5 separate regions of the Mus musculus genome follow, and all the other regions are linked to region 2. Evidence: chromatin contacts called from public ChIA-PET, HiChIP or PLAC-seq and promoter capture Hi-C data. All regions are on one chromosome and are shown on one strand. Each heading gives the region's core, a stretch centred on a gene start, on an enhancer-like site or on the middle of the called end of the contact. The rest is flanking DNA. Distances are from core to core; before and after follow the strand shown. Region 1 holds the start of Wt1 (Wilms tumor 1 homolog). Region 2 holds the start of Rcn1 (reticulocalbin 1). Region 3 holds the start of Eif3m (eukaryotic translation initiation factor 3, subunit M). Region 4 holds the start of Elp4 (elongator acetyltransferase complex subunit 4). Region 5 overlaps Pax6 (paired box 6).

Region 1 (4,271 bases), core at 1,523-4,022, 270 kb after region 2:
GATGTTCCCCCCACCACCACCACCACCACCACCACCACCACCACCACCACCACCACCTCAAGTGTACTGGCAATGCGCTCCGGCTTTAAATTCTCAGCCCCACCCACCTTCTCCTATAGGTTTCTTCTACTAGATTCGCAGTGCAGAATGCTAAGCCTCACACAGAGCCTAAAAAGACTTATAAAGATGGTGGCCCATTCATATTTGCTAGCTAAAGGATTATAGTGAGCCCCTCCAAGTAGCAGGCATGCTCACTCAAGGTGTACACATGCTTGACAGTGGCTTCTTTTCTGACCCAGGGAGGTTTAGGGGGGGCTGTGTGTTCTGTATTTAGACGCTGGTCAGATTTCCTCCCGTTTGGCCTATAACTTCTGGCCTAACCCAAACTCCCGGTTGTCCATCTCCGTTCTCCTCTTAGTGGCGAGCAAACTGACCTGGAGGCTTGCCAAAGGTAACACCTGCCTACTGGAAAGAGATGGCAAGATCAGAGACCCTCTGCAAAGGCACCAAGCTCTTCCCCCAACTCTTGTTCAAAACTCTAGTTTCCTTTATCAAAGACCTAAATGGAGGGACCCCCCCCCCCAGTCCGCTCCAGGTTTCTCCTCAAGACCAGGCATTCCTGTTCTTCAGTGGTTTCGGTTTCGCTAGGGCTTCGGGTGGTCGAGGCGCTCCAGGCTGGGTTCAAAGGGTCCTAGAGAGCCCTTCAGCACCCCCTGCACCTTCCCCAATCGGTGCCGGCTCTCCGCGCCCCCAAACCCCATTTCAGAAACACCCAGACCAAAGATATCAGAATTTTTGGTCCAAAAAAAAGCGTCTGTGTCAGTAAAGAATTTCCTAAAACATCGACTCGAACGAAATTAGATTCTCAACGGCAAAGAAATCAAATGAGAACAAACGAAGAAAACGACAGTGGCTCAGGAATCACAGTTCCGCCCGGGCGCTAACGAAAGAGAGGTGTTCGGGCTCCTGCGAGAGTTAAAAAATAAACTCGTGCATTGACTGAAGACCCGCCAATACATTTGTTCTTATTTCTTCATCCCAAGCCTTATGAAATCTTTCCCCTAACTTCGGTGTGCGGTGTGCGTGACTAGGAAACCTCCAAGGAGCGCGGAAAGGAAGAAGGCCACCTTTCCCCAGCCTCACTCCAGGGATTTGGTTCGTATCCGGTGGAGTCGGACCAGCCCGGCTGTTTCTCCCATCCCCGTGGCCTTCAAACTCCAAGAGAGATTCCCAACACTTCCGCAAGGTACGCGCGAACACTGACTAAGTCCCCCAAAGTGTTAATCCCTCATTCCAAAGCTCCCTACTGCTTCTGGTGGGCCTGGAATGAGCCAGGGCCCACCGAGAGCTGGAAGTTCTTCGGGTCGGCTCTTCGGGCTTGTCAGAGGCAGCACGGGGGCGGGGGGTGGGGGATGTCCCTAAACCACAGCACCACTCGGAGTCCTCATCTTGGTCTACCCTAGACGTTTTAAGAGTCAACGCCTGGTGAGGCCTTATGCATCAGACTTTCCCCCGGTGTAGAGTCACACGTTACAGCCAACCTCCTCTTCCTCCTCCCGTGGAGTTCCGAAATCTCTAGGACACCCCGGGGCCCCAGATGTCCTCCCGCGTCCTACGAACTATCGGACTCTGGGGTTGCGCTCAGTAATGTGTAAGTGGTGGTGGTGGTGGTGCGTTGTCGCGTTGTCACTCGCATTTGACAGAGCCCACTCCTCCCTGTCCGCTACTTTCAGACTCCCTTGGAAGGCTGCTGAGTAAGAACTGGCATCAGGAAGGAACAGACAAGGGGAGAAGCGGCGTGGGAGCAGGTCGCGGAGCCACTACCGCGCGTGGAGGTCGCGCTGTCCGGAATCCTTACCTTGGTTGCGGATGGTAGGCTGGCTCTCCAGGCAGCTGGGCAGGTAGGGCGCATTGGGGAACATCCTGGCCTGGCCCGAGGACGCCTGGCTGGGCGGGGGAGGACCGAAGGGTCCGTAGCGACAGGCCCCGGCTGTACCGGTGAACTGGCCCGAGAAGTGCAAGGTGAAGGCGCTCAGGCACTGCTCCTCGTGTGGCTCGGCGCCGCCCCAGCTGGGCTCCTGTTTGATGAAGGAGTGGGGTGGCGGCGGAGGCGGCGGCGGAGCGGGAGGAGGCGCGGGACCGCCCAGCGACCCGTAAGCCGAGGCGCCCGGAGGCGCGAAGTCCAACACGGGCGCCCACTGCGCTGCGCCGCTCACAGGGAGCCCGCAGCCGCCGCCGCCGCCGCCCAGCGAAGACACAGCGGGCAGCAGCGCGTTCAGGTCCCGCACGTCGGAACCCATGAGGTGCGGCTCGGATGCGGACGGTTCTCCGCTCCTGCGATCCTGCGGATTCTCGGCGCTGGACTTGGCCCAGGCGCTCCGGGGGCCTCGGTCCCCAGGTTGCTCCGGCTGCTGGACGCACCCGGGCTCCCGGCGGAGCGTGTGCTGAGACGCCGGCTCCGGGACACACGTGGAAGCCGGCTCCTGCGACAGGAGGAAGTCCAGGATCGCGGCGAGGAGGCGGCGGGCCCGGGTTCCTGGGCTGCCGTCCTCTCTCTGGGTGGGTGGGTGAATGAGTGGGTGGGAGGGAGGGCGGGAAAAGGAAAGGGGGAGCAGGCAGGCGGTCGGGTTGCGGAGAGCCCCGGGTGTGGGCGCTGCCTTGAACTCCTTACCCCAGCTGCCTGGCTGCCCCCAGCTTCCCAAAGCTCAAATAAGAGGGGCCGGCAGCAGGGAAGGAGGAGGAGCCAGGATGCTCGGCCGCTCCATTCACACAGCAGCCCTAGCCTAGCTCAGCAAAGCGCGCTGCTCGTCCCGGTTACTAGCACCGGGGGTGTGGGGCGGGCCCGAGGGAGCGTTCATCTCGGAGACACCCTCCTCTCTGGCCCGCCACGTGCTCTCAGCTGGCCTGTACCGCAAGCCTCCCCCTGCTACCCTAGCTGGCCTTCCCGAGTGTAGGCGCCTTGAGGCAAGGCCGTCTAGGTAAGTAATGAGTCCCCTCGGTGTCGGACCGAAGTAGGAGAAGAGTCCGGGCTGTTAATCAGGAAGGGTGGGGGTGGAGGGAGGGGCAGGTGGGCTCCAAGAGGGCGGGAACCAGAGAGCCCAGAGAACTCTCCTGGGTTCTGAGGCAGATAGCCTAACTTTGGGGCTTATCTCCTCCCATGTCCAGAATTCTAGAGGCTAGCTGCGGGGTCACTTTAGGAGATTAGTCCCTCTGGGTTCGCAGGTTGAGATTCAAGGTGAAATTGTTCGGGATAGATAATTATGAAGTGTGACGTCAGTTGTGACAAGCGGGACCTTTTCGGCTGTCTGATAATTGGTTCTTTGGTACGGTTGGAACCCAGAGGGCGGGTGTTACCTACAGTGTAGATGACACTTACTGTCTCTTTTTGGCAATGGGGTATTTAAACCTTAAATTAACTGGGGGAAATTTTCAGCTGTTTTGGGGGGTGCCGTGGGAGGCGCTTAGCAGAAATGCCCAGAACCTACTTTGAGTGTGGTGGGAACGTTTCGGCGCCTTGTTGAGAAGAAACGGGAATGGAGGAGCAAAGCTACGTCTCCAAACACAGCTTCTTCTAGTGATTAGGGAATGATGGCGGACCTGCGGTGTTTGATCGGGAGATGCAAACTAGTCAGACTAACCTAGAAATGAGCCCAGGAGAGACTTCACAGGCCCTTTGCTAGAGGCGTGTTTGCACTGGTAGCCCAGAGGGTTTCCAGAGAGTGGCTTCTCAAAAAGAGCTCCTCCCTACACCTTGTAGCTGTTTGGAATCTTGGAACAGGTGTTTGGGGGTTGGTTTGTATTGTCTGAGTTTCCTAAAGCAGTGGAATCCTCGGAGGAAAGAACCCGTAGGCAAATAGAAGCCTAAGGAGTGTAGTGGGTTTCGCAGGTCAGACTTGGGGACTCTTGGAGGCAGCAGCGACTGTTCACCCTGGGACTGCCAGGCGCGCGGGGCCGGGAAGCCAGCTGGTGGCAGTCAGGCATCTGGAACCAGAATGAGGCTTGAAGCTTTCCAACTAAACCTGGGTGGGGGGGGGGCAGTCAAGGATGTTGACTGTAAACACAAAGAAATCTAGCATTTCAATGGTCTTAGTGCATTCACCAGTTGCTGCACATTGATTTTAACTCACACGGATTCGTGAATCCAGAATCGTCATGAATTTGACTTGGAACCCAAGGCTCAGAAAGTTATTTGCCTTGAGCAATTGCCGGTTCCTCTTGGGGATACACAATATATAGATGAAGACTGTCCTAAGGGAGCTTAACAGAGCTGC
Region 2 (4,414 bases), core at 1,535-4,034:
TCAGCTACGTGCCTCCTCTGTCCTAAGACCCTTTGCCTCATTGAGGATGGAGGCTAACTTAGGAGGTGAGTATGTGCTTCATCAGTCTCCCCGTAGAAGCACAGGAGGGAAGAAAAAGCGAGCTTTAAGAATGAAAGAACACAATCACTTAGAGGAGAACCCCAAGTTAGCTTGTGTCATCAGTTTTCCTAATCCTTTGGTTGAGGGGACTTCTTAATTCTCACAGGGAAGATTGGGGGGGAAATGTGGGAAGAGAACGTAGGCAAGCTGTGGGGGAAATTACGCAAAGTCTTCCGGATTCACAGCACTGTGGGTAATTCCCACAGGGAATGAGTCTACCTCTGAAACACTCTATGGGAAACCAGCAGTGTGTGGCAGGAAGCCCAACTGTGGCAAGGCTGAAAGGTATGCCACCTTCATTCATGATGTGTTGCTTCAACACCAGTGAGCCCAAGCCTGTCCTGGCAAAAGTCATGAGTGAGCAGCCTGTCAGCAGCCCCCACTCCCTGTCCCATCCCCTTTCCAATCTCTTCTTCCCCCACCCCTTGACTCGATTTGTATCCCACTTGCCTTGCAAACACAAAGGGTATTATGCCACTCACCTCAAGACATGTGTTTGACAAGTTTATTAGTCAGGATTCTTTCAGGGAATAGAAACAATAAATAAACAAGCATTGCAAAAGAGGCTCTATTAGGTTGGCTTACAAGGAGCTGGCTAGTCAATCAGTGGCCATCTGTTTGCCCAAGAGGTTGCAGATCTGATGGCTGCTCATCCCTAGCTAGTGCTGAAGGGTGAGAAGATGCCTGTGAGTTCCTGGTCCCCCATCCACCTCGGAAGTCTGACGAAGCTGCAGTCTGACAGTGATGGCAACAGTAGCAGCATGCAGTGGAGGGGGCAGGAGCTCTGCTGCTCCCTCCCTGGGGTCTCTCTTTGCATCTGGGAACTGCCCACTAGAAGCTTGATTAACCATCAAGGGAGCATCCTCACAGTACTGTGTTTCCTTGGCTACAAGTCCACACCAATTTACCAACAGTTGACACTTTTCTAGTTTCAAATATAGCACTTCTTATCCCAATGGAAAATCAATGGAGGAACACTGGATCCATCAAACACTGGGTCCCCTCTTCCCCGGCCCCCATCTCCCTGACATCTAGAAGAGGTTGTCCAAGGTCACAGAGCATCACTCCCAGCTGCACTGTCCTCTGCCAGCTAACACAGGACCTCTCGAATAGGCCCATCGCTCTGCTTGGCTTACCCTTTACCTTTACCTCAGTTTCTATCAGTCCAGGAAACCCTCCTTGATTGGCCTACTATGTTATGTATACTCTGTAGAACCCTGGCTGGCTCGTTTTCATTATGCCCTGGTTTGCATATGCTTGGCCCAGGGAGTGGCACTATTAGAAAATTTGGTCCTGTTGGAGTAGGTGTGGTCTTGTTGGAGTAGGTGTGTCACTGTGGGTGTGGGCTTTAAAACCATCATCCTAGCTGCCTAGAAGAGAGTTTTCTCCTAACAGCCTTCAGATGAAGTCGTAGAACTCTCAGCTCCTCCTGCACCATGTCTGCCTGGATGCTACCATGCTCCCAACCTTAATGATAATGGACTCAACCTCTGAACCTATAAGTCAGCCCCAATGAAATGTTGTCCTTATACAAGCTGCCTTGGTCATGGAGTCTGTTCACAGCAGTAAAATCCTAAGGCAGCCATAAATGCTTATGTGTATCAGGCTCATCATCTTATTTGGTTGACCGAAAATGATCTTAATAGAAAGATTCTTGCTTCTGTGCTATAATGTCTTGGTTTCCTTACTGTAAGGGCGAGAAGCTGACCTTTTCTTCAGAATGTTAGAAAGGTGGGGGTGAACAGGTGGTTTTGCAGCTTTTAGGGCTGGGGTTAGGAGGAGGCTTCTCTCTTCAACCACAGTTTCCTGGGACTCTTTAAAAGATTCGTCGACCCTCTGACATTTACATGCATTTTTGTGAAGAGTAAAAGGTTCAGACGGGCATTCTCAGTTTGTTAGACACTAGCCACGCGTGGCTATTTACATTTAAGCTCAACTATTGGCTTTGGACCGGCTCCATGTCAAGTATTCAGTGGCCATATAGAGAACATTTCCTTCGCTGTAGAAAGTTATATAATACAGACCATCACTAACTGGTATCATTATTTCGGATTTAATACGCTGATAGGATTTGAGACAGATAGTAGGTTTGTAAAAATGGCTTGCCAACATTCAGAAACGAAAGCTTTATATGATATCTCTGCTTCTTTTAGGAAGCCTTTCTGCCTCTCTCCCATAGGAGCTTGAAAGAACTTCTCCTTATTCACCCCGTCTCCTCCCACAGTCCTCTGGTGTTATCCCATGGATGTTAAGATTGCCTTCTCCCTAACCTAGGGGACCACGCCCATCCTGGCCTCCTTCCAGACTCAAGTGCTCTCCTAACCACAATGCAAATTGTTAACCGGACTTAAATGTTCATCTCTGGGCCAGCCTTGGGCTGAAGTTCGGGCTGTCAGCTGGAAGCTGAGTGGAAGCGCTGCTTTTCTAAAAGCGAAGACGAGCTATCACCCCAAAACATCTGTTGCATTTTCTCAAAGTACTTCTTTCCGGTCTTGCAGAGAACCCTCCAGTCCGCAACCCCCATCATCTGGACCCGCCCCTCGCAACGAGATAGCGGGGAGGGGCCGAAGCGAAACCGGAGCCCGGCGCCCACCACCCTGGCTGGCGACGTGGCTCCGCGGCCCCAGCCTCCCCCGGCGGCGCCGTGGCCAATGGGCGCGTGAGTGGGGCGGCCCGAGCCTCCTCGAGCCAGCCGGGCGCGCCCCTCGCTGGGGAGGGGACAGCGGCAGCGGCGCTGTGAGCCCCCACTGCCCCGCAGCCTCCCTTTGCTCGCGACCATGGCGCGCGGTGGCCGCTTGGGACTCGCCCTGGGGCTGCTGCTGGCGCTGGTGCTGGCGCTGCGGGCCAAGCCCACGGTGCGCAAGGAGCGCGTGGTTCGGCCGGACTCAGAGCTGGGCGAGCGGCCGCCCGAGGACAACCAGAGCTTCCAGTACGATCATGAGGCCTTCCTGGGCAAGGAGGACTCCAAGACCTTCGATCAGCTAAGCCCGGACGAGAGCAAGGAGAGGCTGGGGTGAGGCTGCGGCCCGGGCCGCCCGGGGACCACGCAGGGGCCCATGGCCACCTCAGAGGGAGCCACGCGGGACCACAAGCGCAAAGCGAAAGCGAAATCGCGCCAGTTGGTCTCAGGGGCGAGGCCAGAGCTGAGGCTCAGAGGCACAAAGTTGCCAGCGGGCGCTCAGACCCCCGTGTGGAGGTCGCCACCACACCCGGCCGGGATAGCTTCCCACAGGGAGGCGAGAACGTGGCAGAGGCCTCCGGAGCAGGGAGCGAGAGGGCCCGCCCCCTCATCTAGGTTTCAGCAGAAGTGACTGGAGTGAGCCAGAGTTTGTTGGCTGTGGCCTTTTAGTACCTGGTTCTTTCCCATAGTCCAGAGAGAGGCACTTGAGACTTGCTTAAAAACATCTCAAGATCAAACAAATGTGTAAGAGATGGAGAGGCTTGTTCTTGGCCTGTCTCTAAATCAGGCTGGATGTTCTTGTCCTCTGACCAGTCATCCCAGAAATCAGGTTTTTAAAGGGGCTCATTGGAGCAAGAGGTACAGAGCTGGAAACGGATTCTTTGGCCTCTGCTCCCAGCATTATGGGTGAAGAAGCACTCAGCTTTTTGGCAACTGATTGGGGGCGGAGGGGGCGAGAAAAAAAGAAAACCTGCAAAATGGCTATGGTGGGGCTTTGTGAGTTTAGCCTGGAATCAGGAAACAAACCCGGGCATCATCTCAGTACCCCTACCCTGGTGCCCAGGAGACACTTGACCGTTGTGCAGAGGGACTAGGAGCTAGTGAGGACCAGGTGAAGGCAGGGCTGTGGAGGAACACAGCCATCCTCCCTGTGGGCCACCAGAGCTTCCAGAACCTGCTCCTGGGGGAGGAGGATCTTCGAGTTCTGCTACAGTTGAAAAGAACACAGCCATCTCTGTTCGACAAAGGGGCCAGGGCATTCAGCAGGACAGGATTAATGATACCCATTGTGTAGGTGAATACCTGCCTGTTGTGATAAAAAAGACCTTTGGACTTCAAAGTCACCTCCAAACAGTGTCCTTTATTTGGTAGGGAAGCACTTTCTCTTCTTTTTTGGGACTTTTAACAATAGGGACCATTGATAAATTCACACCATTGTACTGCTCTGAGGCCTGGAGACTGATTTATTCTGGGGTCCCTGGTTGCAGCCATTCTGCATTATCTTAGAAAAGAGGAGGAGAAGGGAGTTATGAACTGGAAACACTTAGGCTTAGGGCCTCTGGCTTCATTTAATCCCTACCTCAGGGTAATTAGCCGAAGTGCCCAAGAGAAGGG
Region 3 (4,480 bases), core at 1,823-4,322, 380 kb after region 2:
TAAAAGGAGATCTAGGAAAATAGCTTAGTGTGTAAGAGCAATTGCTCTGCCAGCACAAGGACCTGAGTTCGAGTCCCCAGTGCACACATAAAAAAGTATGCCTGTAATTCAAAAAAAGTAGGAACAATGGAGTCAGGACTTCAAGATCAGTTTCAGTTACACACTGAGTTCAAGGCCAACCTGGACTAGTGAGAGCTCACCTCAAAAGAAAACAAACAGCCACATCAGCTAGAAAAATGGCTTTGCCTTTCAGAATATATAGGGTTTTGTTGAACTTTCAGCTCCTTCTGTTTTGGGAAGTTCTGAGGACAGTTTGTGAAAGTCTCAAGAAGGATAATATAGTAGTGAAGGTTGTATGTGTGGTTATCAGCAGGGGTGACTCTTTACTGCTATTAACATACCAGTGACCCCATTTTATATCAGGCATAGGTTAGCATCAGCTAACCCCAGTTTCAACTGACTCTAAACTTTTTTTTTTAAGCATTTAGAATGCTTCCTGTCATATAGTAGATAGTACTTCTTGTACCATTTGTCTAAGGCAGATTTGTGTTTAAAGAAAAACCTTAAGATTATCAGAAAACATTTTATTAACGAAAAATAATGCTAGGGTCTTTTTTCAATTAAGAAATGAATTTGACAAAAAGTGTCATTGAAAAATTATAAAGGAGTATGCTGGCTAGTTTTATGTCAGTGTCATACAATTTATAATTACCTGAGAGGCAGGTACCTTCTTTGAGAAAATGCTTCCATAAGATTGGGCTTGCAAGCAAGCTGTAAGGCATTTTCTCCGTTAGTGACCAGTGGGGCAGGGCTCAGCCCATTGTAGGTGATGCCATCCCTGGCTGGTGGTCCTGAGCTCTACAAGAAAGCAGGCTGAGCAAGCTATGAAAAGCAGGCCAGCAAGCAGCAGCATCCGTGGCCTCTGCATCAGCTAGAGTCTTGATTTCCTTCAGTGATGGACAATGATGTGGAAGTGGAAGCCAAACAAACCTTTTCCTCCCCAACTTGCTCTTAGTCATGGTGTTTCATCATGGCAATTAAAACCTTAATATGACAGTTAATCCCTTAGTGATAGAAAGCTTGCTTAGTCCACACAAAGCCTTGGGTTTGGTTCCATCACAATAACATAAACAATAAATAAGTTGCATGCTTTAATTTTGTTCTCTCTGGAAGGTCAACCACCTGCTGGTACATAATTTTGTCAGAGAGATCAATATGTTTTTAGCGAATGAGTAAATATCTAAAGATTCAAATAATTTTGTCTCTATCCTTTTGAAACCTCCTTCTCAAAAGTCCCCTGAAGTCACCTCTTTTACTTCACAAAGTCATAGAATAAAGGAAATCAGAAAAAAGGGGCGAGTAAGGGACGGGGCTAATATTAAAATAGGGTTTTAAAATGTTCAACAAAATATATGTATTTTTAAAGAAAGACTTATTGATGAGTTAAAATAAAATACTGAAGAAAAAGCTGGCAACATTAACATTTGAAACAAATTTCCATCAAGAAAGGGGAAAGAAGCTGAAAGCAAGGTTGAAAAGTATTAATCTTAGAAAAAAAAAGTCACCTTTCAAAATTCAAAGCAAAGATTGCTGTGATGATGAGCAAGGGTTGCCCTCCAGCTTCAGTGCCCGGGCCTTGGCCTAGTTAACTAGTATATTAGTGTGTTTACAGGACCACTGGGTATCTTCTCCCTCCTGAAATTCTGAGAAGACCATTCTAATAAATATGTTCTGGCTCAGCGCCCCACTCTCCTCTTACACCCTCTCTTCTCTCCTCTCCCCCCTCAGAAATCTGCTCCCCTCTTTTCAACCAGTCTCTCTTCCTTTTCTTCCTTGAGAACGTACCCCCCCACACACACTCATTCCACATTGTAACCCAGTACTCCAGGAAGATTGTCTTAGTGTGCTTCCCATTGCTATGATAAAATATTGGCCAAAAACCGACCTGGGGAAAAAGGGTTCATTTCATCTGACAACTCTCAGGTTAACCTCCATCGCTGAGGAAAGTCATGGCAGGAACCCAAGGCAGGAACCTGGAGGTGGGAACTGAAGCAGAGGCTTGCTCGCTGCCTGCTGACTTGCTCCTTGTGGCTAGCTTGGCTTACTTTTCAATGCAACTCAGGGCCACCTACCCAGGGTGGCACCACCCACAGTGGGCTGGGCCCTCCCATGTCAATCATTAAGGAAGAAAATACCTGACAGGCCATTTATTGGGGACATTCTATCAACTGAGGATACCATGTGTATATTCTCTAATAAAGTCTGTTTTTACTTTTTCAGCCCACTTTTTAATTGCATTTCCCCCTTATTGTTGCATTTACAATGTTCTTGATCTTCATGGCTCCAAGTTCTGCATCCAGGTTCAATCAACTGCAGACTATAATATTCTGGAGAAATATCTGTGCTGAATACGCAGACCTTGTCATTCCCTAGAAAACAGAGGACATAGAATTTACATTGGATTAGCTATTTTAAGTGCCCTGGAGATGACTTAAAGTACACAGGAGGTTATATAGACACGAACTAAGCCATTTTTATGTAAGCGTCTTGAGCCCCATAGATTCTGGAATCCTTAGAGGAGGGATCCTGGAGTCAATCCCTAACATACACTGAGGCACTGTGTATTCTGGATAAGTCCTTATTAATTAAGTGGGAGCATTCTTTGAAAACTAGTCACCCTTACTTAGCAAGGAGCATGGCCTAGCAACTGGACCAGCAAACTGGGAAGCATAACACAGGGGAAAAAAAAAATAGTTCCAAGGCTTTAGGGACAGGGGGCACCTGGAAAGCTCTCAGAGGCAGCAAGAGCTCTCTAGGCTCCCGAAGCTTTGGCCCAGGTAGGGTTCCGTGACCCGCAGGCAGCAGGCGGGCAGAGGACACTTTAGCCCAACCCACCTAAGTTTCCGGGGAGAGGGGAAGATTTCAGGTAGGAGCCTGCGAGGAGCTGAAGCAGAGGCCCGCGGGGAGGAAGTAGTACTGTGGGCCCCGCCCACGAGGCCCGCCCTCTGTGGCTGACCCGGAAGCGGTTGTGCGTAACCCTGTACGGCACCGCTCTCTTTTCCGGTCGGCGTGTTTCTGGATCGGAGCGTCTTCCGCAGCCCGGCCTTCACCATGAGCGTCCCGGCCTTCATCGATATCAGCGAGGAAGACCAGGTGCACGATGCTGGGCCCTCGGGGCAACGGGTGCGGGGGATTCCCGGGACGGAGCCCGTGAGGGGGAGCGCGCTCTCCTGACCTGGGTCTCGGCGCGTGCGCGGCCGAGGGTCCGGATGCGGGCCCGGTGGGCGCCAGGGCTCGTCCGCAGTCGTCGATGACGACCCAGAACTTTTCGGGGACAGGGACCAGCGTCTGCTAAGTTCGCGTGTGGCCCGCAGGAGCAACTTTGAGCGTGTGAATGCGGGCCTTCCGCGGCCACAGGCGACGGTGGCATGCATTTTACTAGTTGGCTCGCGTTTTCTGTTCCCAGGCGGCTGGGAGGCAGGAGCATCTGGCGGGCCATCCTGGACACTTTGAAGTTCACTAATTGGGGTTTACACCTGGGTGTACAGGACAGATGGCTTCTCCTTTTTCTGTAACAGGAGGTTAATTGTTGGGATGACAGTCTTTTAATTTTCTACAACCCAAACTGTTCTTCGTGAGCATGCATACGCTTTTATAATACCCACTGACAGAAACTTGGGGTTCCATATGTTACACAGGAGAAGAAAGGAAGTTATGCACACATAGAAAGATGCCGCATTAAGAGTATTTGACAGCAGAGGAAGCTAGAGTTCCCAGGCATTGACTAGTATTTACCAAAAAGGTACTTCAGGCCAGGGGCTGAATAGAGCCTTGGCATTGGCCATATTGTAGAGTGTCTTGTTGTCAGCAAGAATGATATAAAAACATTAAACTTAACTAATTCTTAGAAAAAGATTTGTAAAGCAGGAAGTGAACAAATGCTTTCTTTACATCTTGGTTAGATTATATATTTGTGTCATAAAGAAAAAGAATGATTTCTGCTGTTATTTTGCTTTTTCTAATATGACACTTGAGTTTTCAAAATATCTTTTTTATAATACCATGCCATCTTCTGTATAAAATTACTATGCTATTGTTTGGAAAAATAATTCCATCAGACCTAAGGGTTTGTTAGGTTTCTGAGGTCACCAAACACATTTGTGGGATTAAAAATGTTGGTTATTTTCCCCAAGGCTCTTTTGGCTTTGTCCAGACAATTTGACATCCGTGCTTTTTCTTTCCCCAACCCCCTTCTTGTTTTGATATTTGGGAAGTGTTTCACTATGGCTTGTTAAACCTTGGCTGGCCAGGAACCTGTAGAGATCCCCCTGCCTCTGCCTCAAGTGCTGTGGTCACAGTTATATGTCACCTCACCCTGCCCACCACCTCACCCTGGCACCTGTGCATTTTCTAATGGAACGCTTTATACTGTGATTCTTTAAGTTTTTATTCTGTTAGCTTTAAGTCATCTACATTTCTG
Region 4 (4,151 bases), core at 1,454-3,953, 510 kb before region 2:
CAATAGGACTTTGTTATTACTAATGTGCCATGCACACAAACAATATCCTTAACAATTTGCAATATAAACTTTGAAAGAAAGAAACTCATCTATTTAGCACTTGCTAGTACTATTATTAACATGAAGTGTACTGGTGTACTATGAAACATATATTTATTGGGAAAGGAGTGCCTGTCATAGCATCTATGGCAAGAGAAGTGAGAGGACAGCTTGTTCACATTGGTTCTCTCCTACCACGTGGGTCGTAGGGGTGGGACTCAGGTCATCCTGATGATAGTTTGTACCTCTGATGTTCTGAAAAAGTACATTTTCTGCAAACAGCCAAGTTTATGTCAGTTCGTCATGGCAGTCCTAGGAAGTTCTTGTAGATTTTGGCAATAGGATGTGGGGTGTAGCCTTAAAAGAGACTGTGTGGTCTTCTCTCCCCAGGATCATGCCTACAGCAGAGTCTGCTTCAAAAGGACAACTTTAGTAATATTTCTTCAAAAATTGCTCTCAAACAATAGTATTTTTTAAACTAATATAAATAAACACTGGAGACAGTGAGGAGCATGACCATACTAAGACCTTGAAGGGTTTTAGAATATAAAGTATATAGAACAGAGAAAGATAGAAGAGTCCACCACACAGGCTGACAGCTGTGTAACCCTCCAGCTGCCACTTACTTCTGTGGGGCAACACAAAGAAGTGCCACATAACTGGCACTTTTAAATGGCTCAAAGGAAAAGGAAGACCATGATGTAACATATAAAAAGTATTTGAAATTAAATTTCAGCTTCTAGCAAAGCTGTGCTCAACCATTAATGCCAGTCTCATGGTTTACTCATGGAAGAGATGAGAAGATTCAAGAGATTTTATTGTCTGCCAAACCTAAATTACTTACTATTTGGTCTCAGAGCTATCCACTTAAGACCAAACACAAATATACAGTAATTGTCATATTTCCTACTGTGACTCTAACTGGTGTTGGGTTTTTATGGAGAATAATAAAGGATAATCAAAAGAAACAAAGTATATTATCTGCCTAAAAGGAGTTTGACATCTAAACTACAAAGACTGGGAACTAGGATAGGAATTCTTTATTTGCTATTAGAGAAGGAATCCACCATTTTAATAAAATTATAAGATTGTATAAAAATTACAAGACTGGGTTTAAGCAGAAAGCAAGTGCTTAGCAGTTATCTGAGTGCCTTAAAAATATAAAGGCATGTGCTGTACCTACTGTCACCAGTGTGACATATCTGAAATGAAAACAAGCAACCTTTATCAAATCTCTCTGGTTGATGTGCTGCTAAACCACAAACTTTGTTGCCCCCCCATATGATTCTCTTATATTTGTTTGAAGTTTTTTTAATTATTATTTGTTTTGCTGATGCTAACTCTGAATATCTGATTCTCCTTTTCCAACTGTTTGGGATTATAGTCTCCTGCCCAAGCCCAAATATGATGCAGGAAAAAAGAAAGGGTGGGAAGGAGGAAGGGAAAGAGGGAATGGAAAGAAAAAACCGTAAGTAAAGGTGTTGTGGTGGCATTCACCTGTAAGTCTCAGGCAAAGGCAGGCAGACTTCTGTGAGTTATATACCAACAGGGCTACATAGAGAGATCCTGTCTCAAAATAAATGAATGAATGAATGAATGAATCAATCAATCAATCCATATATCATGTATCACCCATCACTGTCAGCAGTAATTAAGTGACACAAGTATTGACTTAGGTCTCTTTTTCCGTTCAAACATTGCTTATCTTGGATGTCTTCTAGAAATCACTTAACCAATTCCTCCTCCAGTTCACATATGAAAAAAAAAATCAGGTCTGAATTACATGGTTTTTTTTCTACCACAAATAAAACTCATAGTGTAGTAGGAACCCTCTCCATTCAGATTCAAATTACTAGAAAAATAAGGTACAAATACATCTAATTCCACTCAGATTTAGGGGAGAGAAACTTCAAGTAGTTTCCGTTATTTGCAGCTGCTTTGGAGAAGTGACAATTAAATGTGTGAACAAGGTTGTCAGAGTAACACTTGCCATTCACACTGCTTAGGAAAGACCCTCCGAGATTTCCAGAAACACTAATTAAAATTAAGAAAAGCTGCTCACGGGGACTTGTCAGAAAGGTATAGTCTGTGAGAGTGGGGGAAGAAAGCCCAATGGTCTCGAAGTTCATAAACGGAAGTTTCTAAGTAAAGTCTACCTTAACCCAACCCACCTAACCCTGGGTTCTCACTGCCTTAAGCCCAAGAGCTCACCAGCCACTGAAGTCACAGTTACTCCTGTCCAGACAGCTCAACCATTCGGGAAATCAAGGTTTCGAGGAGAGGTAGTGGTGGGGGTGGTAGGGATGGGGAATAACTTTCCTTAGAGACCCAAGAGGTGAGAGAGGCAAAAAGAGGCGTCTCTCTGCTAAACAGCAGGGGAGAGCGCCAACTCGCAGTGGCTTTAGAAGCCCTGGGGGCGAATCGCTTCTCTTTCCTTTCCTTTTAACTCGTGAACGTAGGCACTCGCAAATCAAGAATGCCGAAGGACGGTACCCACCTGCGGCCCCAAACACCAACAGAAGTTCCTCGGCCAGGACTCAGACGGACCAGGGCCGCGTACACCCCTCCAGCTTTACGCACCGCACTTTTCAGCAATAGGCCTTGCGATTGGTTGACCTGCAAGGAAATCTCAGTTCTATTGGCTGCCAATGGCGTGTAGGCGGGACTTTGGGGCTAGCTCTGACAGGCCCCCCGCTCCAGTTCCCAGAGTTCCGATTGGGTCATCGTAGGAGCTTCAAGATGGCGGCGGCAGACACTTGCGGCGCGGGTACCCTCAGCTCCCGGTCTGTGGCGTCCGAGGCGGGTCAGGGCGGCACCTCTAGTTTCCAGAGGAAGGGCAAGGCCTCTGGGGGCCCCGGAGGGGGCCCTCGGCTGCTGTCCATTGCTGGCACGCGACCGTCGGTGCGGAATGGACAACTGCTGGTGTCAACCGGGCTCCCAGCCCTGGACCAGCTCTTAGGTCGGTTCAGAATAAATATGTGGGCGCGTTCCAGGAGAAACTTGGGGGAGGGACTCCTGGGCAGCCCATCACCCCTGTGCTTGGCCCGGCCCCACGCACCCATTTCCTTTTTCCCTCTCTTCTTCATAAGCATGGTTAGGATGACCTGCCCTGACAGAGGAAGACTGGGAGGAAACTTGCATGGAGATGTCAAGAGGTGTGCACTAAGCCCGCCTTAAGACCCAGACTCCTTACTCTTCTCTGTTCAGCACCTCATTTCTAGATGACCATGGACTCCCTACATGCCATTACCCTAAAATGATTACTACTGAAAAAGAAACACATATGGAAAGGAATTGGCTTGTAGGATCCTCTGCTGGTGTCTTAGGACTCCTTCCTTCCAACCCCGGGTAGCTTAAAGCTGGGACTAACCCACAAAACTTTTTAGAGTTTTAAAGAAGGGTTCCTTTAGAAAAAGTTGAAAGTATTGCCCTCTTTCCCACAGCCTGGCTACTCATCTTAAATAGTAGAGCGGTATGGTTCTAAAGAGTGGATGTTAAAGATGCCTGTTGACTCAAAGAAATGACAGTCCTTGGTATTCAGATAGTTCTACACCCCACCCGAGTTTCTTTTTTTTTTTTTTAATTTTTTTTATTAGATATTTTCTTCATTTACATTTCAAATGCTATCCCAAAAGTCCCCTATGCCCTTATCCCCGCCCTGCCCTCCTACCCACCCACTCCCACTTCATGGCCCTGGCATTCCCCTGTACTGGGGCATATAAAGTTTGCAAGTCCAATGGGCCTCTCTTTCCAGTGATGGCCGACTAGGCCATCTTCTGCTACATATGCAGCTAGAGACACGAGCTCTCAGGGTACTGATTAGTTCATATTGCTGTTCCACCTATAGGGTTGCAGACCCCTTCAGCTCCTTGGGTACTTTCTCTAGCTCCTCCATTGGGGGCCCTGTGTTCCATCCAATTGATGACTGTGAGTATCCACTTCTGTATTTGCCAGGCACTGGCATAACCTCAGAGGAGACAACTATATTAGGGTCCTTTCAGCAAAATCTTGCTGGCATATGCAATAGTGTCTGGTTTTGGTGGCTGATTATGGGATGGACCCCTGCCACCCGAGTTTCTTAAATATGTTCTTATCATCTCTGGAATTTTTTG
Region 5 (4,131 bases), core at 1,609-4,108, 290 kb before region 2:
ATGGAAGCAAGCTTAATATAATCCCTCATCTATTTAATTATTTCTGGGTTTTTGTTTTTTTTTTTTTTTACCATGTGCACATTATGTCACCCTCATAGAAACCTAGAAGTTGCTAGAATATATAAAAGTGCACAAGCTACTCAATGGCCTCATTAAAGTCTGTTGATGACTGCTCGTGTCAAGTTCAAAAAGGCAAACAGGCCTAAAGGGCCCTGCCAGAACTTCAGCTTGCATTTGCTTCTAATTCCTGCAATCACTTCCTCTAGGCAAAGTGACTTCTGGGAAATTCCAAAATAGTTGTAGCCATACCCACTTAATGGGCTGCTGGCCCCTTCATTTACATCAGTTGCACTATGTCCAATAAAAGACAGATGCCATAGAAAAGAAGCAGGGGAATATGTCCTCCGGCACCGCTTATCCAGTTCTAGGCCTGAAGACTGAGAGACTTTATTTTGCTGTTATTTGAATTCCAAGCCTGGCAAAAGATGTTCAGTACAGGCTAAGTAATCTGTAGAACCCCCTCCCCCGAACTGCTTCCAGCAGGGCTCATGCTTCCAGTCGTATACCAGCAGGCATATCTGATGGTCGTACAGCAGGAGCCTTAGGACTTGCTGATGTTCCTAAGACATCAGAATCCTCTAAGCAACAGTGATCTAGCACATACCAGGAGTCATGCAGAACTTACACTAGGCCATGCCAGCTTGGTCCAGAACCAACCCCTAAGAACACGGGCCAGGGTATTATAGGAAGAATGCCCTCCAGCTCCCTAGGCAGCAAGGGTTACCACTGACCTGTCACATCGGCTACAGCTGACACACATTAGATTTCTAGCAAATACCTTCTACTCCATTTTTACTTTTAAATGTAGAAGGAGCTAGTTTCCCTATTTTACTAAATGCATTTCACTCTCTAAAGAGGAATCTTGCTTTTCAGCTGCCCCTCCCTTTTTCCTCTTCCTCACTAGCTTCTTAGAGGAACCAAAAAGTAATCCTCAAAATATTTGTGCTGCTTCTGCATTTATTAATACAAACCCACTAACGTAAACCTAAACTTTTTACATGCCAACATCTTTAGTACCTTTCATTATGCCCGAATTATTTCTACTTTGATACAAACATCCCTGGTAGCCGAAAGCGACCTCACTCCCGCCCGCCCGGCCTTCTCCAGCTAACATAATGATGAAAGGCACATTAACTTGACTGAACAGATAGAGTGTTTGTTTTCCAAGGGCATGAATCAATCAATCAGTCAATCAATCAGCTAAAAGAGGTTGGATTGACTGTCTCAGAGTTGACTGGTCAAGCTAATCACTGTCACAAGAAGGACTCCCAAGGGAGTAAATGCAATGAATGGGGTCTGCAAGCCTGAACCCATCCCTTGCCCTGTGCAGCAGGTGACCGTCCTCTCTTACTTGCATAGGCAGGTTGTTTGCCATGGTGAAGCTGGGCATGGGTGGCAAAGCACTGTACGTGTTGGTGAGGGCGGTGTCTGTTCGGCCCAACATGGAACCTGATGTGAAGGAGGAGACTGCAGAGGAAGAGAAAAGAGACAGAGAGAGGGCAAGGTCATTCATTACAAGGCAAGAGAAAGTCAAGGGCAGGCAAGGTTAAGAACCGTTCTTGGCAGGTGGGATTTCAAGTTACCAGGTGTGGTGGGCTGTGGGATTGGCTGGTAGACACTGGTACTGAAGCTGCTGCTGATAGGAATGTGACTAGGAGTGTTGCTGGCCTGTCTTCTCTGGTTCCTCAGTTTCTCTTCTCTTCTCCATTTGGCCCTTCGATTAGAAAACCATACCTGGAAATGCACAGAACAGGTTAGCCCTATGCTTGCTACCACTCGGCCACAAACAAAAAGCCCTCCATCCCCACCCTTACCCTAGAACAAGGGAGTCTTTGCAAACCTGACCATGATTATATCAGTGACTGGTATACAGCCAAGGCAAAATATAAGCATCCCAGTGCATAAAAACCACATGGTCCCTAGGTACCTGTATTCTTGCTTCAGGTAGATCTATTTTGGCTGCTAGTCTTTCCCGGGCAAACACATCTGGATAATGGGTCCTCTCAAACTCTGAAAGAGTAAGTTGATTTTATATATTATACCAGAACACAAGATAGTTCAGACACTGGATCAACCTAGCTTTTAACACCCAACTCCCATCTCATCCAGCCAATCAGACAGCTTGACAGTGTGCTGACTGTACTAGCAAGAACTTTCCCACCAGGAGCAAGTTTTCTTTGGAATGACATTTAGTGTTTGTCCTTATCTGTGGCCTAAGACAGTCAGATAGGTCATCATTTCCTTTGTCTGTCAGAATTGTAATATTTCAGTTTGCTGGTGTGTGAAAAGAAGAGAGAAAATGCATATGCGCGCACACACACACACACAAAAAAAAAAAAAACACACACACACTGAAAAGTGGGGGGGGGGGGCTTTTCATCCTTTATGCAAAGAGCCCTAGCTAAATTTAGCCCTTTGTGCTTTTGCTGTGGCATTTCCTTTGATTTAAGGTTTCTCTGCTTTGGAAATTTCCCAGTCACCTTTCTCCAGAGCCTCAATCTGCTCTTGGGTAAAAGATGTTCTATTTCTTTGCAGCTTCCGCTTCAGCTGAAGTCGCATCTGAGCTTCATCCGAGTCTTCTCCGTTAGAACTGATGGAGTTGGTGTTCTCTCCCCCTCCTTCCTGTTGCTGGCAGCCATCTGCAACAAAAAGAATAGGACAATAAGAGAAATCGGAACGGCATGGGGGGGCTCCTAATGGGACTCGGCACAGTTAGAAACTCCGAGGACTGGGTAATCTGCGCCTCCACAAAGCCTTCCTAAGTTAGTCAGATGGTAGCCTTCTTTGAATGACACCAGTTACCTGAGTCACATTCCTTGGTTTTCATTTAGATGAGACCTGACAGTGCTCTCGCAAGGTCTCTTTGAATGACAAAGCAAGCCAAAAAGTTTCCAGGCAAAATGATCTTTCCCTGCCGACTCTGACTCCACATCCAGTTCCCTTGCCCTACAGAAAGTATTTACCTATGGCTGTGTTGGGAAAATAGAGTGATGTGCACGATTTCAGCTGATCTATAATCAGTAATTCCTATCTAATCAATTAGATGTTGATAGGTTTGTAGAAAATGCTATTAAGAAACCAAACCAAGCTTGTAATCTTTTTAAAAAAATATTTATCTAGTTTTTATTTGAATTCTGCACAGTCAATTTCATTTTAAAGGTTGTGAATTTAGAAGTGCTTGCATTGTTCTGCAGTTTTATTCAACCATTGTGTGAGTGTGTTTCGCCTTGACACCTATTACGAGCACAGCTGTAATTATATCATCACCAAGAACAGGCTATAATTGCTGAAAATGGAATTTTATATTTAGATAAAAGGACTGTCCATTCTTTGTAATGTGTTGCACCAGAGAAAAGTAAGATTTCTTTTAAATTTTTAACGTGTAATTTTAAAAGAGAGACGGCGGAGAGTTCACTAACTAGCTAAATATGCTAAGCTGCAGCTGAGTCCTTGGCATATCATTTAAGTGGTACATTTTTAATTAGGGCATTTCCACCACTTTTAATGTAATTTCTATCATTAAACAGGGAAAGTTTCATTGTTTTCCTTTGCGCTTGGTGAAGAGCTGTGCACTTGGGCTAACCGGCTCTGCTGTGCACCTTTCGGGCAAGGCGGCAGCCTGTGGGAAGGAAAGGACTCAGGCCTTGGCTGGGCTTCCCAGGGCACTGCAGGCTGTCTTGGGTCCTGAGGCCTGTGGCCCCCACGGGATACCAACAAGAACTGTTCTCTCCGGATCCTAGAAACTTGGCTAGTTTGGGGGGAGGGGGCGCCAGGCCTCTGTGGGAATCGACTTGGCCAGGAATATCATTTATAACCAGGAGACAATAGGCCGCGCCTTCAAAGCGTTCAGGGAATTGTGACAGGATCTAGTGGGATCTTTTCAGGAACTTTGAAATGTTTTAAAACCCCAACTTTCTCCCCCATTTAAACAGGCGGATTCATCGGCACTGGCCACCATATGGGCCCTTGGAGATCTATTGAGATGACCACCAACACTTGAATAGCGAGGGGCTGCTTTTCAGCACCACACAATGCCCCGCGAGTAAGGGAAACTATTAAACTCCTGGGGCA

What was found. Promoter capture Hi-C pulls out the DNA fragments that hold promoters and counts their contacts. ChIA-PET counts read pairs in DNA pulled down with a chosen protein or histone mark. HiChIP or PLAC-seq counts read pairs in DNA pulled down with a chosen protein or histone mark.
Region 1: a promoter capture Hi-C map of hippocampal neurons shows a contact between it and region 2, with 4 times the contacts expected there. The contact joins the promoter of Wt1 here to the promoter of Rcn1 in region 2. A contact is called at or near these places in 3 of 39 promoter capture datasets (hippocampal neurons and liver), 3 of 484 Hi-C or Micro-C datasets (embryonic stem cells, nephron progenitors and uterus) and 1 of 9 other capture datasets (adipose tissue).
Region 3: an RNA polymerase II ChIA-PET map of memory CD8 T cells shows a contact between it and region 2, with 23 read pairs. The contact joins the promoter of Eif3m here to the promoter of Rcn1 in region 2. A contact is called at or near these places in 3 of 39 promoter capture datasets (the 3T3-L1 cell line and pre-B cells), 3 of 115 datasets of contacts at active chromatin or transcription factors (effector CD8 T cells, large pre-B cells and memory CD8 T cells) and 1 of 9 other capture datasets (adipose tissue).
Region 4: a promoter capture Hi-C map of pre-B cells shows a contact between it and region 2, with 5 times the contacts expected there. The contact joins the promoter of Elp4 here to the promoter of Rcn1 in region 2. A contact is called at or near these places in 12 of 39 promoter capture datasets (the 3T3-L1 cell line, the C10 cell line, the HPC-7 cell line and 6 more), 3 of 484 Hi-C or Micro-C datasets (B cells, Th1 cells and adipose-derived mesenchymal stem cells), 7 of 115 datasets of contacts at active chromatin or transcription factors (astrocytes, embryonic stem cells, large pre-B cells and 2 more) and 3 of 9 other capture datasets (adipose tissue, embryonic stem cells and embryonic tail).
Region 5: a contact with region 2 is called in an H3K4me3 HiChIP or PLAC-seq map of embryonic stem cells, with 11 read pairs. The contact joins the enhancer-like site here to the promoter of Rcn1 in region 2. A contact is called at or near these places in 1 of 39 promoter capture datasets (embryonic stem cells), 2 of 484 Hi-C or Micro-C datasets (adipose-derived mesenchymal stem cells and embryonic stem cells), 3 of 115 datasets of contacts at active chromatin or transcription factors (craniofacial prominence, embryonic limb bud and embryonic stem cells) and 3 of 9 other capture datasets (adipose tissue, embryonic tail and liver).

What each region holds. Positions count from the first base shown.
Region 1 is chr2:105,125,030-105,129,300 of GRCm38.p6, reverse strand. It overlaps Wt1 (Wilms tumor 1 homolog), which reads right to left and starts at 2,772. Exons shown (of 10, transcript NM_144783.2): 1 at 1,859-2,772. The coding sequence starts at 2,504. It overlaps Wt1os (Wilms tumor 1 homolog, opposite strand), which reads left to right and starts at 2,791. Exons shown (of 7, transcript NR_015462.1): 1 at 2,791-2,978. RefSeq lists an enhancer at 2,528-2,757, a cis regulatory region at 3,053-3,090 and a promoter at 2,519-3,285.
Region 2 is chr2:105,397,689-105,402,102 of GRCm38.p6, reverse strand. Rcn1 (reticulocalbin 1) reads left to right here and starts at 2,784. Exons shown (of 6, transcript NM_009037.2): 1 at 2,784-3,133. The coding sequence starts at 2,898.
Region 3 is chr2:105,015,619-105,020,098 of GRCm38.p6, reverse strand. Eif3m (eukaryotic translation initiation factor 3, subunit M) reads left to right here and starts at 3,072. Exons shown (of 11, transcript NM_145380.2): 1 at 3,072-3,153. The coding sequence starts at 3,112. It overlaps Gm38521 (predicted gene, 38521), which reads right to left and starts at 2,978. Exons shown (of 2, transcript NR_165821.1): 1 at 2,896-2,978; 2 at 1-2,429.
Region 4 is chr2:105,903,116-105,907,266 of GRCm38.p6, reverse strand. Elp4 (elongator acetyltransferase complex subunit 4) reads left to right here and starts at 2,703. Exons shown (of 10, transcript NM_023876.4): 1 at 2,703-2,998. The coding sequence starts at 2,779. Immp1l (IMP1 inner mitochondrial membrane peptidase-like (S. cerevisiae)) reads right to left here and starts at 2,629. Exons shown (of 7, transcript NM_028260.2): 1 at 2,537-2,629.
Region 5 is chr2:105,690,133-105,694,263 of GRCm38.p6, reverse strand. It overlaps Pax6 (paired box 6), which reads right to left. Exons shown (of 12, transcript NM_001310144.1): 7 at 2,541-2,699; 8 at 1,988-2,070; 9 at 1,644-1,794; 10 at 1,412-1,527. Among named protein-coding and RNA genes, the nearest start is that of Pax6, 16 kb to the right of the region's middle. RefSeq lists an enhancer at 3,837-4,131. Within about 2 kb of position 2,858, at least 17 of the 459 cell types and tissues checked have an H3K27ac peak or open chromatin away from gene starts, as enhancers often do. A contact at or near this core is called in embryonic stem cells, where this site is marked.